Regions from separate parts of the Oryctolagus cuniculus genome. Here all the other regions are linked to region 2. Evidence: chromatin contacts called from public Micro-C data. All regions are on one chromosome and are shown on one strand. The core of a region is the stretch at or near the end of the contact, and the rest is flanking DNA. Distances in the headings are between cores, read along the strand shown. Region 1 holds the start of SIN3A (SIN3 transcription regulator family member A). Region 2 holds the start of IMP3 (IMP U3 small nucleolar ribonucleoprotein 3). Region 3 holds the start of MAN2C1 (mannosidase alpha class 2C member 1).

Region 1 (2,997 bases), core at 424-2,923, 150 kb after region 2:
ATCAGGTCCCCTCCCAAAGAGAAAGGCTGTGCTGTGCGTGGCAACGCGCCGCCGGGGCTCAGAGCAGCCTGGGGCGTTCAGGGGTCCCCGCCGGGGTGGCACTCGGGGCAGTGAGTACGCTGTCCGGCTGCGGATCTGCTGTGTCAGTAACCTCACCCACGGCACACCACCTGCTGCCCAGAGCCTCCCAGGACCTGAGCCACATGCTGGCAGCACCGGGATCCTCCTCGCGGCCGGGGTCGCCGGGTCAGCCTCTTCCCCCAGGCAGGGACCCAGGGACCCAGCGAGAGCCAGGGGGCTCGCGGTGCAGGCCGGCGCCCGCTCTACCCTACCGTTTGCCTCATCTGACGCCGGCACAGCGCAGGAGCACACAGGGCTCATCTCCCGGCTCCCCCTCCTCTCCCCTCCGTGGTCTCCCCAAAGCTGCGGCTCCCCACCTGCCCTCTCTGCTTACAGCCCAGCTTCCCACGTGGACCCTGGGGCCGGGGCGGAGGGTGGGGGTGGCGGCTGGCAGCCTGTCCGCTCCATTTCCCACCCCGTTTCGTGGAGAGGCTCAGGCCCAGGTAGGGGAGACAGGAGCTCGTTTAAGCCTCCGACAACGGCCACGCGAAGCGCAGGGCCGAATTCCGCCAGCCCCGAGCTCCTCCGCCTCACCCCGCCGAGGGCCGCTGGCTCCATTTGCCGCCCACCGCCCACTCCAAATAGCCGCCCTCTCCCCTGAGTCTCTCCAACACTGCTCGCCTTTCTTGCTCGCACGCATCCCCTGGCCGTGCCCTGGTCTAGTGTGCCCCGCCTGAACTACCGGCCCACCGCACGGATCCCTCCGAGCCCCGACCAGCCGGTCTCCCTCGCTCACACCAGGCGCATCCGGCCTCTGCTGAACACAGACCTGCGGGGTGGCCCTGCCCCCTGGAAACTCTTTTCGGTTGGCAATGGAGACCAACAGAGCAAGGGCGGCAGGGCAGAGGCAGGGCAGGCGTCGCAGCACTGTAGCCACCAAACCCAGCGCCTCCCTCCCCTCACTGGGCACACCCCAGAGCCCACCGGCTGCTAGGGCGCTAAGCACCCGACCACACCGGCCTGGGCCTGCGACCGGCTTTTGGTCCAGCTAGGAGACGTCCCGCGGCTTGGGGCCACCTCTGCCACCCTGGTTTCCAGCATCGCAGTCCTCACGCTTTCCACCTGTCCCTTCGTGCCCTTTGCCCCTCCGCTTCTGCCCGGGGCAACCCCTAAGACCCACCTGGCTCGCCGCCGCCTCCACGCGGCTCCGCCGGCTTACCTGCAGCCGGCAGGGCTCTCCTGGGAGCGCCCGGGAGTCGGCCAGTCTGTGCGGGAGCACACTCCCGCCTCGCCTCGGCTCCTGCGGCAGCATCTCCACCGCGCCCGCACGCCCCAGGGCTGGGGTGACTCCCTCGCCGGGCTGCACGCAGGGCTTCCCGCCCGCACCCCTCGTCTCCAGGCGCCCAGCACGGCGGGCCGCCGTCCCGGAGCCCCGCCGCCCGGGACCCTCGAGGCGCCGCCGCGACGGCACCGGGGATCCTCCGCTCCGGGCTCGCCTAATTTATTTATTTGCACGGTTCCCGGAGGGAGGGGCGGGGCGAGCGCGGAGGCGGGCCCTCGGCCGTGACGCAGCGCCGCGGAGCCAATGGCCGGCGGGGGGCGTTCCCCATTCAGCACTCCTCGCCCGGCTCGGAAGGTATGTTAAACAGCTGCTTTCAATTCGGTGCCCCCGGCCCGCGTCCGGGGGGCGGCTCGCCGTGGCCGGCCCGACGCAGAGCGGGCGCGCAGGCCCCGGGGCGGCTCGGAGTCCCGCGGCCGAGGTAGGCGAGGGGCCGGCCCGGAGGGAGGGCGCTCGGCGCCGCCCGCCCGCCCGCCACTGTGTCTCCCGGCCGGGCCGAGCCGTGGGGAGGGGGCGCCAGCGCCGGCCGCGCCGCCTAGTGTTGCCGAGCACTCGGTGTCGGTAGGTTTCGGCGGCGGATTGGGGAGCGGCGAGCCGGAGGAGTCTCCGGCTCCGCTCACGCCTTTTTTTTTTTTTTTAAGAAAAACACACGAAAAGCAGCAAAAAAAAAAAAAAAAAAAAAGGTGGGTGGGGGGCCCTGCGCGCCGACCGGACGCGCTCCGGCAGGCGGGGGGCGGCGGCCGGCCCGGAGTTCCCTCCGCGCGGACTTGCCGGGCGGGCCGGGCTCGCGGCTTCCCTGCGCGCGCAAACTTGCACGAGGGGCGCGGGCGCCCCCGGCCCGGGGCCGCCGCCCTCGCCCCCCGCCGCCTCGCCGCCCGGAGCGGCCGTGAAGGTCGGAACCTGGGGAACTGTCTCCACGCTCGCTCGGGAAGAGGAAACGCATCAGCGGGCGGGAGGCGGGGCGCAGGCGCCGGGCGGGGGCGCGGGCCCGGCCGGCCGGCCGGCCGGCCGGCCTCCGGCCGCGGCCCAGACTGTTTACTACCGACTCCGCCGGCGGCTTGTGCAAGCGGCCCGCAGGGGACACGCGGGGCGGGGCGCCGCCTCGCCGCCCGCCGCCCCGGGCTCCTTGCGGGCCCCGCCTGCTCTTGTCTTCCATTGGCTGCTCGGGACTCCCTCTTTCGCTTCTCGGGCACGGATTGGCTGACATTATCTCGAGCTCCGCCTATAGGGAGGCCGGGCAGGAGTTTAAGTTGCTAGGGTTTTTTTTTTTTTTTTTCCGTGAAGGGCGGAGGGGGGGGCGTCCTGCGGCTACGTGAGGCGCGAGGGCCCGCCCCCGCTCCTGATTGGCTGCGCGCGCGGCCCCGCCCCCGGCGGAGCGAGCCGGGAGGGGAAGTCCGCCCTCGGCCGCGAGCGCGCCCCGCACATGTGTGAGGCCGCCGCGCTGCTCGCGTGCCTCCCGCCCGGAAGTCCCGGCTCCGCGCCCCGCGGGGGGAGGGGGTGGCGAAGGCGCGCTGGGCTGCCCGGCATCCCGCGGCCGGCGGCTTCCGGGTGGCGCTGGGGGCTCTGCGGGCGAGGGTCTGTCCGTCGGGCCGGGGCCG
Region 2 (3,082 bases), core at 500-2,999:
ATTCCACTGTTACCCATGTGGAAGACCCAGAGTAATTCCAGCCCTGGGATGTTTGGGGCATACGGGGAGTAAACAGGCAGATGGAAGATCTTTCTCTATGTCTTTCAAATTAAAAAAAAAAAAAAAAAAGGGAGTGGCTGGAGTCCAGGCACAGCCAGTTACGCCACAGTTTGCAACGCCAGTTGGAATTCTGGTTGCTCTGCTCATGATCCAGTTTCCTGTTAACGCACCTGGGAAGGCAGTGGGAGACGGCCCAGGTCCCTGACACCCACGTGGGAGACCCGGATGAAGCTCCTGGCTCCTGCTGGCTCAGCCCTGCTGTTGTGGCCACTTGGGAGAGTGAATCGGCAGGTGAAAGATCTCTCTGTGTCATTCTGCCTTTCAAATAAATACATAAATAAAAAAAAAAAGACAAAAGAGATGAAGAGTCATTTCACGGAAGAGGAAACATATAGGAAGCCTTTTTTATTTATGAAGGAAATGCATAGTAAACTCACAATGAAATACCATTACACACCAAACTGGCAGCATTCTAAAAACCAACCAAGCACTGATGAGACTGAAGACAAAGGCCTGGTGGAGCACGGCCCAAGGATATGGATAATCCACAGGGGTGCCTACGCCTTCCAACTCAGCTTCCAACTCAGCGGCTCCACTCAGGATGCGGGCTTGGACAACCAGACTGTCAATTAATGGAATATTACACAGCAGGGGGAAAGTAATTACGGCTACATATAACAGACAGCACACAGAGCCAAGTCTTCCACGCCAACACTTCTCAGATGTCAGCGCACTTGGACCAATCACCCCCCCTCCCCGACGCTGAGCTGCAGGCTCTGGTTCCAAAGGCAAGGGAGGGGGCCGCAGGGGGCCGCAGGGGGCTGCCAGCAGCCCTCTGCTGCTCCCAGGCTTCGCGCTGGTCTATCCAGCCACGCCCGCGTGGTGACCAAACTGCTTCTTTTTGAACGGAATAATGCACATTCCGGGAGGGGAGGGACTTTCATCCTTGGGAAAGGACACGGCTGGGACTGGTTTTGGGCGAGCCTCATAACTTACGAGTTACCTGCATTCTTTTAAAACCAGATACCAAATACTACCGAGTATTACAACGAAGAGATAGCTAGGTGGCGTCCCAGGCCTGCGGCCCCAGCAGCCTTCCCCTCCCGTTAACGCCACCCCGGAGGGCCACGGCCAGCCCGGCGGGCCAATGCGTCCGAGCCCAGGCCAAAACGTCCACGGCGCAGGTCTGATGAGTGGACAGTCCGTGTTAGCAGCGTCCGTCTCCAGCCCCGCCCCCCCCCCCGCAAGCTCCGCGTTCCGCGCGTCCTGGGAACCAGTACTTCATAGACTCGGTGCCACCTCCCCGCCCCTGGGCACGGGGCGACCGCTCGGTCCCCTGGAGGTGGGGGACAATCCCTGGACAGGCCGGGAAGCTGAAGGCCGGCGCAGGAAACCCCCGCAGAGAGGGCCCAAGTCGCCCCGCTTCCCCTTCGGCTCGCGAGAGGAGACTCTCCCGAGAGACGCCAAAAAGCAGAAATCTGGGAGAAAACTGCTACCGCCCTGGGGAAGGCATTCCCGGCCTCCACGCGCGGCAAGGAGCTTCCTCGAGACACGCCCCTCGCCGCCACCCGCTGGGCTCGGGACCAGGAGAAGGGAAGTAACGCGAGATCCGGACAGGAGGCGTGGCCCCACCCTGGCCAATGGGAAACTAGGGGCGTGGCCTCGAGCCCTTCCTTCATTGGCCCGAGCACAGCGGGCGGAAGTCGCGCGCCAGGCGGAACGCGCCGCCGGCTTCGGGTCTCGCGCTGCGGCGGCCGCCATCATGGTCCGGAAGCTGAAGTTTCACGAGCAGAAGCTGCTGAAGCAGGTGGACTTCCTGAACTGGGAGGTCACTGACCACAACCTGCACGAGCTGCGCGTGCTGCGGCGGTACCGGCTGCAGCGGCGCGAGGACTACACGCGCTACAACCAGCTGAGCCGTGCCGTGCGCGAGCTGGCGCGCCGCCTGCGCGACCTGCCCGAGCGCGACCCGTTCCGCGTGCGCGCCTCGGCCGCGCTGCTGGACAAGCTGTACGCGCTCGGCCTGGTGCCCACGCGCGGCTCGCTGGAGCTCTGCGACTCGGTCACGGCCTCGTCGTTCTGCCGCCGCCGCCTGCCCACCGTGCTGCTCAAGCTGCGCATGGCGCAGCACCTCCAGGCGGCCGTGGCCTTCGTGGAGCAGGGCCACGTGCGCGTGGGCCCCGACGTGGTCACCGACCCCGCCTTCCTGGTCACGCGCAGCATGGAGGACTTCGTCACCTGGGTCGATTCGTCCAAGATCAAGCGGCACGTGCTGGAGTACAACGAGGAGCGCGATGACTTCGACCTGGAAGCCTAGCCCGGGGAGACCGAGAGGCCTGCGGCCGGATTCCCCCAGAGCGTGCCGGCGGCCGTGGGCGCTCTAGGAACTGGACCCCTAGTCGCAGGCCACGCAGAACCAGGGGAGTACTTACTGTCTTCCTAGAACTCGGACGCCTGATGGTGACAGCGGGAAGCCGTGCTGTGCTCGGGGTGGGGTGGGGGACTCTAAATTTCCCGCGCCCTACACCTTGCAGGGTAGTAGCCAGAACTCCGGCGCGCCCACGCCCACCTCGTCTGTATCGTCTCGTGGCTGTTTGGCTCGGTTTCTTGCCCCCTGATCGTGAGTTAGCTGCTCACCGTGGCAGAGTTAAGGCGCAAGTTTAAATAAAGCGAGTGTTCAGGGTCCCCTCCGTCATTTAAAGGAGTGTCTCCCTGACGCCCAGCTACTTTGGAAGTGCCCCTCTCTCTCTCTCTGGTTTTCTCAACACGGGGTCAGTTCTGTAGGTCTCCCAGCTCAGGAACCCGGCGCCGAGAGGCTGCGGGTGCTGCTGTTACGGCCGGACGGGTTTGTCACTTGACCGGGCCCCTTCCTCGGGCTGAGGGCTTCGGCAGAGCTCTTGCCCGCAGGATTCCCTGTTGGTGTTCCAGCCGCGGACCAGCGGAGAGGGCTGAGGGCACTCCTCACGCTGCAGCCTGGCCACCTGGCGGTTAGACGTGGCCCAGGAGGCTTCCGGGCACTTGA
Region 3 (3,073 bases), core at 118-2,617, 220 kb after region 2:
CTTTTTTTCTTTTTTGTAAATAAATAAAGCTTGGTTCTTAAGGAATAAGCTCCCGGTCCCCTGTCCTCACCGGAGTTCACCTGTGGAGCGGGGATTTGGGCTGCAGCTCCCCAGGTCACTCAGGATTCTCCTGTCGCCCGCTCCTGCCCGCAGTGCGCCTGGAAGGTCAGAGCCTGGGACACAGGGCAGCCACGCCCCAGTCCTCGGGGCTTCTAGTCACAGTGGGAACCGGCGGTGTTTGAGTGTCTTTGTTTGCCCTTTTTTAAAATTTGAGAAATAAAAGTAATAATATGCTGGGTTCTTAAAAATATTGTTTATTTGAAGGCAGGGGTCTGAGTCCTCCATCCACTGGCTCATCCCCCAGCTGGGGGGACCATGTTAGGCTGATGAGACAGGGAGATGGGCTCCGTCTTTCACCCTGGTAGCAGATGTAGGGGGTCATGAGTGTGGGCACTTGGCTGGCTGGGCCTGGCTCTTATTGCTTTCAAGTTAAAAACTGCTACCACCATCACCAAAACCACTTTTTTTTTTTTTTGCTCCTGGACTTTGAGAGGCCGGGTAGAGGGCTGTTCCGCTCACAGGTGCCTCTAAGGGGAGGGTTTCAAGAGCCTGCCTTCGGGGAGGAGCTGCAGGGCACAGCCTGGCCTGGGGAGAGAGCCTCAAGGCTTCCTTGGCGGAGGTCATCTGCCCTCCAGAACCTGCTGCCCGGAGCGCCGCTCGGTGGTTTGCAGGCCTGCTCGGGGAGCCTGCCACCAGCGCGCCCCGAGGCCCGAGGGAGTTCAGCGGACAAGCTGAGCTCTGAGCTGGTGTCTGACATGGCAAGAGTTACCTTAAATCCTACTTCCTATTCTGCACTTGGTGTAACTGGAGGCTAACGCTGTGCATTTTCTCTGCCAGGAGGCAGGGCTGCCCCTGACTGCGAACCCTGCACCCCGGGGCTCCGCTGCACCCCGGGGCTCTGCAGGCCTGCCTCTCTGGGTGCTATGGCTCTGCCCACCCTAGGCAGACCACCTCCCGCGGCCAAGCGACCTAGCCCTGAGGGCAGAGCCGCCCCCGCCCAGCCTCTGCCCCCAACTCTCCCTTCCCACGCCCCAGGATTTGCCCTGCAGCCCACCGACTGGGGCCCGGGCGCAGCATCCCGTGTGGCCGCAGGTTCGAGCCCCGGCTGCTTCGCTTCCCGGCCCAGCTCCCTGCAAATGCACCTGGGCAAGCCGCGGAGGATGCACCAGGTGCTTGGGCCCCTGCGCCCGCGTGGGAGACCCGGAAGAAGCTCCCGGCTCCAAGTCCCGAACGAGCCGCCGGTGTTCCCAGAAAAGCTGTCCGGGCCAGGAAGGCGCCCTTCGGGTGCCGGAACCTTTGGTGCCAGGCCAGGGGCCGCTCCGGCGGCGCCTGCGGGCTTCCGGGGCGAGCAGCGGGCGCGCGGCCATGGCGGCGGCGCCGGCCTTCAAGCACTGGCGGACCACGCTGGAGCGGGTGGAAAAGTTCGTGTCGCCGCTGTACTTCACCGACTGTAACCTCCGCGGCAGGTGCGGGGCCGGGCCGGGGGCCGCAGGGCCGGGGGGAGGAGGGGGCCGCGCTCGGCCGCAGCGCGCGCCCACAGGCCCCTCTCGCCAGGCTTTTCGGGGACAGCTGCCCCGTGGCCGCGCTCTCCAGCTTCCTGACGCCGGAGAGGCTCTCCTACCCGGAGGCCGTGCAGCAGGCCTTCAGCCCCGCGCAGGTCGGCGACAGCTTCGGACCCACGTGGGTAACGCCTCCCTCCCTCGGGGCGGGGCCCGCGGAAGCCCCGCCCTGCCACCCGCCCACCTGGGACCCCCGCGTCTCGGTGGGGCGGGACCCGGGACCCCGCGTCTCGGTGGGGCTGGACTCCGGGACCCCCGCGTCTCGGTGGGGCTGGACCCCGGGACCCCCGCGTCTCTGTGGGGCTGGAACTCGGGCCCCCGCGTCTCGGTGGGGCTGGACCCCGGGACCCCGCGTCTCTGTGGGGCTGGAACTCGGGACCCCGCGTCTCGGTGGGGCTGGACCCCGGGACCCCGCGTCTCTGTGGGGCTGGACCCCGGGACCCCCGCGTCTCGGTGGGGCTGGAACTCGGGACCCCGCGTCTCGGTGGGGCTGGACCCCGGGACCCCGCGTCTCTGTGGGGCGGGACCCGGGACCCCCGCGTCTCTGTGAGGCTGGACCCCGGGACCCCGCGTCTCGGTGGGGCTGGACCCCGGGACCCCGCGTCTCGGTGGGGCTGGACCCCGGGACCCCGCGTCTCTGTGGGGCTGGACCCCGGGACCCCGCGTCTCGGTGGGGCTGGACCCCGGGATCCGCGTCTCGGTGGGGCTGGACCCCGGGACCCCGCGTCTCGGTGGGGCTGGACCCCGGGACCCCCGCGTCTCGGTGGGGCTGGAACTCGGGCCCCCGCGTCTCGGTGGGACAGGACCCGGGACCCCGCGTCTCCTGCCCGCCCGGGGGACCCACGGTTCCGCCTCCCTCACCTCGCTGCCCGCCCGCCGCTCCCCTCCACTGGGCGCTCCCGGCCGAGGACCCCGTGGTGCTGCAGAGGGTTGGGTGCACGTGACCTCCACGGGCCACACTCTCACCGGGGCTGCCTTGCAGGTGGTGGACGTGCTGGTTCCGCGTGGAGCTGGCCATCCCTGAGGCATGGGTGGGCCGGGAAGTTCACCTGTGCTGGGAGAGCGATGGAGAGGGCCTGGTGTGGCGCGATGGGGAGCCTGTCCAGGTGAGGAGCCCTGCCCCGCGGCCGGATGCGCCCGGTACCGCCCGGTTCCACCTGGCCACAGGAGTGCCAGCGACAGCCTGCAGGGTGGTGTCCCTGCCGCCTGCACTGGGAACGTGCTGTCCATCCCTGTGCAGTTTGGCCCCTAGTTCTCAATAAACTGGTTTTCTTTCTTTTTTTTTAAGAGATTTATTTGAAAGACAGAATAGGGGTCAGCACTGCGGCACAGCAGGTAAAGCTGCCACCTGCAGCACCGGCATCCCATATGGGCACCTGTTGAAGTCCCGGCTGCTCCACTTCCGATCCAGCTCTCTGCTGTGGCCTGGGAAAGCAGTGGAGGATGGCCCAAGT

The links. A called contact is a pair of places that touch in the nucleus more often than the background predicts.
Region 1: a Micro-C map of ear pinna shows a contact between it and region 2, with 3 times the contacts expected there. The contact joins the promoter of SIN3A here to the promoter of IMP3 in region 2. A contact is called at or near these places in 2 of 6 Hi-C or Micro-C datasets (ear pinna and an unstated tissue).
Region 3: a contact with region 2 is called in a Micro-C map of ear pinna, with 2.3 times the contacts expected there. The contact joins the promoter of MAN2C1 here to the promoter of IMP3 in region 2. A contact is called at or near these places in 3 of 6 Hi-C or Micro-C datasets (ear pinna, skin fibroblasts and an unstated tissue).

What each region holds. Positions count from the first base shown.
Region 1 is chr12:108,521,250-108,524,246 of mOryCun1.1, forward strand. It overlaps SIN3A (SIN3 transcription regulator family member A), which reads left to right and starts at 1,674. Exons shown (of 21, transcript XM_051834600.2): 1 at 1,674-1,696.
Region 2 is chr12:108,367,273-108,370,354 of mOryCun1.1, forward strand. IMP3 (IMP U3 small nucleolar ribonucleoprotein 3) reads left to right here and starts at 1,750. Exons shown (of 1, transcript XM_002722034.4): 1 at 1,750-2,794. The coding sequence starts at 1,823. The coding sequence ends at 2,377.
Region 3 is chr12:108,591,190-108,594,262 of mOryCun1.1, forward strand. It overlaps MAN2C1 (mannosidase alpha class 2C member 1), which reads left to right and starts at 1,368. Exons shown (of 26, transcript XM_051834604.2): 1 at 1,368-1,526; 2 at 1,615-1,740; 3 at 2,602-2,725. The coding sequence starts at 1,426. It overlaps SIN3A (SIN3 transcription regulator family member A), which reads left to right. Exons shown (of 21, transcript XM_051834600.2): 21 at 1-48.